Linked DNA regions of Neogale vison: region 1 is linked to region 2. The links are chromatin contacts, called in public Hi-C maps. All regions are on one chromosome and are shown on one strand. The core of a region is the stretch at or near the end of the contact, and the rest is flanking DNA. Distances in the headings are between cores, read along the strand shown.

Region 1 (3,510 bases), core at 304-2,803, 300 kb after region 2:
GAGCCGGCCACAGCCTCCCCCCTACACACACACACACACACACACACACACCCTTTGCCCTCTGCCAAAAGGAAAGGAAAGATTCTTGACCCCAAGCCGCTGGCATCTATCCTCTAGTCTAACGCACTACCGGCAGCGAAAGCGCCTGGCGAGAGCTGCAGCCGCCTCCCGGGTCCCTGGCCCCAAGGCCCGGCGTTCCCGCCTCCTAACGGACCTGCCTTCCGTTAGCCAGCACCCGAGTCCGCGCCGCCCGCGCCGCCGGGAGCAGCCCTCGGCTGTGCCCGCTGCCCGCTCCGGCCGGCGGGTGTCTACCTGCTGCCCAGCCCCTGCTCGCGCCCCGGCCTCTTGGAACAACCCCCCTCCCCCGCCCAAGGCGTACAGATCCCCCGTCCTCCGCCAGTCCCGAGCACTAAGCGCCCTTCGGGGAACTTGAGAGAGGAAAGGGTGGGGGTGGTAAGAGGAGGAAGAAAAATGAGGCTGAATAACGGGGGTGGGGGGTGTAAAACAGGGAGAGAGGGGCTTCAAGCCCCACCGACCAACGTCCAAACTTTCCGAGGATGAGTGCAGAGAAGGGGTCATTCCGACCCGGGTGTGGGCGCGCGGGGCGAGCGGGGACCCCTGGTAGTGCCCGCGCCGCTGCGGAGCTGACAGCTTCCCCGCGCCACGAGAACGCCACAGGCTCGCGGTGGAGACAGAACCCGAAAAGACAGGGAAAAGGAGAGAAAACTGCTCGACGAAACGTGAATGATCCGCCACTTCAATCCAAAAGTTAAATCCTCCAAAACGCAGCCCCCCCAAAGAAAGTGGAAAATCAGGTCCCTCTGTGCCCCCTCCCTCTTCCAGCGGAGCAAATCCTTGAGCCAAAAAAAGGGGGAAAGAGATAGAAAAGGGGGGCAGAGCGGAAGAGATGGTCGGGATGAGGGGATGTGTGCGAGAGCGAGCGAGAGCGAGCGAGCTAGGGGCAGAGAGGGAGAGAGGCGGAGAGGGAGAGAGAGGGAGCGAAATATCAAAGATTGTGCAAGATCAGGCTGGAAAGATAATCGATACTCGACCTAAATTTAACACAAACTACTCAATAAAAGTTAAAGAAAAAACTTACTTTCCATTTCCCCTGCAGTTCCTACTCGATCTTCGCCTCTTTTTTGTTTTGCTTTTATTTTACTTACAGCTGATCACATCCAAGTAAAACGAGAGGGTTCATTAAAAAAAAAAATAAAAAAAATAAAAAAATAATCCTCGAACTTTATTGGGTGAAAATAAAAACGCTGAAGCAGAAAGTGGGGGGCATGGAGCGGTCCTCGGGGGTCCGGGAGGAGTTAAAGCATGTGCCGACCGCGGTCTCGCTGTTTGGTTGTGAAGGGGTTGGGAAAAGGAGGAAAGGAAATGAAAATCCGATATGTCTTTATTCTGCTAATTATTATCGTTTTAGCCCTGTTTAAAAAAATGGCTGATTAAGTTGAGTGCGCATGTCTTTGTGTGTCTATTCCCGATATGCACTCTGGGAATGAGAGAGGAGAGTGAGGGAGAGGGAGAGGGAGAGGGGGGAGAGAGAGGTGTAATTAGTGAGGTGATCAACATTCCCCAGACTGCAAATGACGCGCAGCCCGGACTCGGAGCAGCCCGGGAGCCTCGCGGCTTCCAAGGCTCGGAGCGCTGCGGCGGGAGCCCGGGACGCTGCGACCGCGGAGAGGGCAGGAGATGGGGATCTCCGGGGCTCGCACCCCACGCGCCCCTGCGCGCGCGACTCCCAAACTTCATTAGACACACACACACGCACCCACAACCACACACACAACCACACACACACACACACACACACACACTCTCTCTGTTCAGCAAAAAGGGAGAGAAAATAAAACATAAATACCGCCAAAGCAATGCCCTTTAACCAGTCGAATTTTTCTTTTTATTTTAATGAAGCAAAGTAATTATTATCGGGCCAAAGATTTGTTTACTAGGGAGCTTTAAGGACAATATTAGAGGAATGAAGAGATTTTTTTTTCCCTCTGCCTAATTTATTGTTGCATACAAGAACGCATTTTAATGGAGAAATGCGGGGACTGAGCAAATATGCAGATGTATGTAAATAAAGGGTGCCTGGCAGTGTGCAAACACCGCCTGGCCCAGCCTATTTCGGAGGAAGAATTGCACTCTGGATCTATAGACACCTATTTAAACACGGATCTTTCGCTTGCACAGGCAGGAGAGAGGACCCAGGGCATGGTTGATGCAAGTGTTAGTTGAGTCAAAGTAAACTTTCAAATGAGAATAAGTGATTCGTGCAAGGGTGATAGTGGGGATATGGTTCTAGCCTTTATGTAATATTTTTGAATATTTTATCAGAATTGCTTAAGTTCAATGTAATAGCTTTAAGAAGACTTAGGGGGAAAAAAACCCCTTTCATCTTGCAAGTCTGTTGAATTATCTTTCTTGAAGCACGTTATGATGAATTTTAAAACCCCACTACAGATCTCATTAGAATGAAATATACTTGGTATTTTCTGGTGCAAAATTTAAGGTGGCTGATTCTCATTTGAAAATCTAATTATCTCTTCCCAATATTACAGATGTGAATATGAGTGACACTTTCATTAAAAGATAATTAACTAAAACTAGGAATAGACATACTTTTAAATACCCCCTACTGAATATCTGAATATGGAATATATATATATATATATGTGTGTGTGTGTGTGTGTGTGTGTGTATTCACACTATCTCTTGCTGCTCAGATAGCATCTTGATATACTGCTACACTATAGGTCACAAGTAGACACCATCTATGTAATATTTCAAAAATAGGAATTCTAGAGAGAAGGTGAAAGTACAAACCAAGCAATCTAAAAACAAGAAATACTTGTAATGTCCAGCTTCCTGGACAGGTGAGGTGTCAGCTGCCTTGAAGCTGACAGGTCTTTGAAGTTCTGGATCACCAGGATCTGCTTCAAAACCTTGTCTTAGGCCTTAAGCACCAAATCTACCAAATACCAACAAAAAGGTTTATCGCAGGACAACAGACGCTGCAAACACGCATCTTTCTGGCCCTGAAACATTGTATTATCAGGGAACATTTGGAAAATCCTAGAACTGATGCAAATGGCATGAAAAACCAAACAAAACACCTGGGAGGATCAAAGCATAGTCCTCAAAAGAGCAGACCTAGGCCCAAATCAGAAAAGCTGGTTGCCTACAGCAGCTGGCTAAGGTTACAATGAAAGTCCAAAGGCTTGGAGTAGAGAATAAAACCTAGATATGGTCTTTATTAAGAGGGCGGGGGGAGCAAATCACCACCTTAGGAATCTGAAGTCGATGTATGTACCAGTATAGTGTAAAACAGGGCTACTAGACGTTAACAGAAAGAAAATCATCTACCTCTCCAAAGACTCCATTCTATTTTAAACTTGTTTGGGAAGAAATCTGCTCAAAGTGTATGGCTTTCTAAGATTTTTAAGTTACTTTGTTTACAATCTTACCTTTATACAGCCACTATATCATTGCTGTGCCTCAGTT
Region 2 (3,190 bases), core at 593-3,092:
AAGTTGAAGCTTATTTTAAACATTTTCAACCAAAATCTTAAATGTTCTACATGTTTTACATTTTGAATCAGATTCATTAAACCTAAGTCAACTATCTTGCTAGCTTGGTACATTTATTATTATTAACAACTATTGTGATGTTCATGTGACATACATAAGGTTCCATGAATTAGAACTTGGCTTTCTGAAAATGTCCTCTGAATTACTCTTTCGGGGTGTTCTCCCACTTTCATAAAAATTAAATAAAGCAAGTGTATCTGCTGGCCTACCTGGAAAGTACAACATGGCTGCCTTCTTTCACAATGACTCAGTGAAAGCCATGGTCTTCTTCAAAAAGATTTTCTTACCCTCCAGAAAAGCACCATTCAACACGTGTAATCCGAACCACATATGTAATTTTAAATTTTCAAAAACATTCCCGTATCAACGTGTCATCAACATAAAATGAACTAGTTCACATTCTTTCTTTCCCATAACGTTATCTGTAGAAATCCAATGTGCATTTTCCTCAGACCTCCATTTGGCCTACCCACATTTCAGGTGGCGAGCAACTACTTGATCAGGCAACTGCGGCTCTAGAAAAATCCCCCCTCCTTTGCCCAAGTGAACTACACACCCTATTAACTTGTAGCAGCTACTCTGTCTCATTCGTACTGTTGGTTCCTGTGCTGGGAAGTTGTTTTGTTTGTTTACTAATTCGGGAAACATCAACATCATCCTTCTTAGGACTGCTTTTTCCAAGATCTCCTTAACGGATGGAAGACAACAAAACTGCAGCTAGAAGTACGCTAAATTGTACACCTCTGATGTAACAATGAATTTGATCAGTGTTATGATTCATTAATAAATGTTCTTTTTATCCCTAATGTTTCATCATCTGGCGAACAGAACATGAACTCTGTTCCTCAGAAAAATTATTAAAAAAAAAAAAAAAAAACAACCTTAAAAAGCTGTCTTGCAATCCTGTTTGTACAGGATACGGTCTGGAACATGGAACAATCCAGCTGCTGTAGGACTGTGCTCCCGGGGGGGGGGGGAAGAGAGCGGGGTGAGGCAGTAACTAAAACGTTCTCAAGACCTACTACGTGCAGGAAGATTTACCTAACCTCTCTTCCAAGCTTAGAGCGAACCCTCCAGCTAAGACACTACTGTCCATACTACCGAATCAGGAGGCAGTGGCAGTTCACGGAGCTACATATAATTGCCTGGTGAACGCTCAAAAAATACGTTCCCTCAGGCGCCAGTCCTAGAAATTCGGACTTAGTTACCCAGGGGTGGGCGATCTGGCTGACCGTGTTCGACGCGTTCCCGGGTCATTCTGACGGGCCCTGCTGCGCCCAGCTGCTCACTCCCCCACGGTGCGAGCGCGTCCAGGGCCTCTCGGGCCAAGGCTGTGGAGCGGGACGGCTAACTGGACTAGGCTACCCTCCTTCCTAAACCTGCACAAGTCAGCAAGCTACCCGCCCACGCCACGCACGCGCAGCAAAAAGGCTCCTGCCCCGAAGCTGCCGCCCGCCTCCCCCGAAAGCTCCTCTCCCCAAAAAGCTATCCCGCTGTGAGCCCTCTACCAGGGCGAGCCAGAAGCCAGCCGAGGAGCTGCCGAGGCGCCCCACTGCCACTCGGCGGCGCTTGTCCGGCGGCACGCCGCGCTGTCCGAGGGCAGAGAAAACCCTGCCCTCAGAGAGCCCCGACTTCCCCGCGGCCTCTTGACACCGAGGCCTCTTCACGCGCGGCCCCGACCGGAGGCTGACGGGTTCGCGACTGTCCTGCCAATCAGATACGGTTTCCTCAGAGTGGCCAGCCCACCAATCACTGCGCGCCGGTGTCCTGTTCGGTTCTTCGGCTCTTCGGCCTTTCGGCCCTTCGGCCCTTCGGCCCTTCGGCCCTTCGGCCCTTCGGTTCTTCTTCGCTCGCTGTTGCTGGGCCGTCCGGGGCCTTCCGCCGCGCTCGGAAGCTTAGTTCTCCTTGGTTTAATTTCCCCTTTTTTCTCAGACACTTCCGGGTCCTGCCGTCGCTCCGGAAGCCCGCGAGTTCCGGAAGCCTGGATAATCCAGGTTCTGCTAGGAGAAGCCAAGCTTCCCAGAAAATGTCTCAGAGAAAGTTACGTGGAACGGGGGCGTTTCGCAGACTCCTAAGGTCAGTGTCTGCCCGAGAGAGCCGGAGTGCAAACCTGCGGTCTGCCCTACAGCTGGGAGGGCGTGGAGTTTCGCGACCTTGTCGCTGTCACCCTTAGCTTGAGTTTGTCTGTTTATGGGCTTCCTGTTTTCCTGGAAGAAGCAAAATCAGAGTCGGATCTGGGGAAGGCAATGAAGTAGGCCCGAGCTCCTGAAAATAGTCTTAGAATGGCACCATTAAAAGAAAAAAAAATAAAAATAAAAAAACAAAAACCACAGCTAGTCTTGAGTTCCTTTGCCTTCCACGAGGTGACTTTCTGAAACACTTCAAAATCTTCTCCGCGTCCTTGTCCGGGGTGAGATTTGCTTTTTAAGAGTGGCTTTAAAAAATTACGCAGTGTCCTAACTACGTAATATCGGATGGCTCAGACTTTAAAGTGTTATATTGGTACAGAAATTGAGGTCAATGCTTAAGTTTCTCTTGAAAGCCTGTGAACTTAGAAGCCGTTTTAATTTTCTTCGGGAAGAAGAGCTGTTGAGAATGGTCTTTCATAATTGCTTGCTGTTAGTTTGTTATAGTCAACAGTGATTTTTGATAACGGAGAGTGCGGAAATAACTGACATTTTTCTCCTGGTGCTTTCAGTTAAAAGACATGGTTTCTTTCTTTCTTTTCTTAGGTCCCATTTTCCAAAAATACCACATTGAGTGAAAGGGCTTTGCCCGAGACCAAGTTGTTGCATGTCCACATCTAATATATTCTGGTATTCTGCGATGCCCCTTCAGAATTTTTTACCTTAACCATTTCAGGCAGTTAGAGGAAGTTTGAGACTTTATCGACACCACAGTTTGCAGTCTAAATATCTTCCCCTAATGTGTTTTCGTTAGTTAAACCTGAACAAAATAAACTTGGGATGGTCGACTTCTTTTTTTTTTTCTTTTTTTTTTTTTCTCACTCTATCTTCTCTCGGATCTGCCCATATTATCAAATACATGTATCCAGAACTATTAGAGTTCAGTGATTTGAGTCAGAGGGGACTGAAAAGAAGAAAGATAATGGAATTATTTAAGAAGTAAA

Evidence for each region. A called contact is a pair of places that touch in the nucleus more often than the background predicts.
Region 1: a Hi-C map of muscle shows a contact between it and region 2, with 6 times the contacts expected there. The contact joins the promoter of ZFHX4 here to the promoter of PEX2 in region 2. A contact is called at or near these places in 2 of 3 Hi-C or Micro-C datasets (fibroblasts and muscle).

Annotation. Positions count from the first base shown.
Region 1 is chr4:57,352,423-57,355,932 of ASM_NN_V1, forward strand. ZFHX4 (zinc finger homeobox protein 4) reads right to left here and starts at 1,554. Exons shown (of 11, transcript XM_044245425.1): 1 at 1,100-1,554. All of the region lies in intron 2 of LOC122904509 (a long non-coding RNA gene), which reads left to right.
Region 2 is chr4:57,052,111-57,055,300 of ASM_NN_V1, forward strand. PEX2 (peroxisome biogenesis factor 2) reads left to right here and starts at 1,843. Exons shown (of 2, transcript XM_044245423.1): 1 at 1,843-2,136.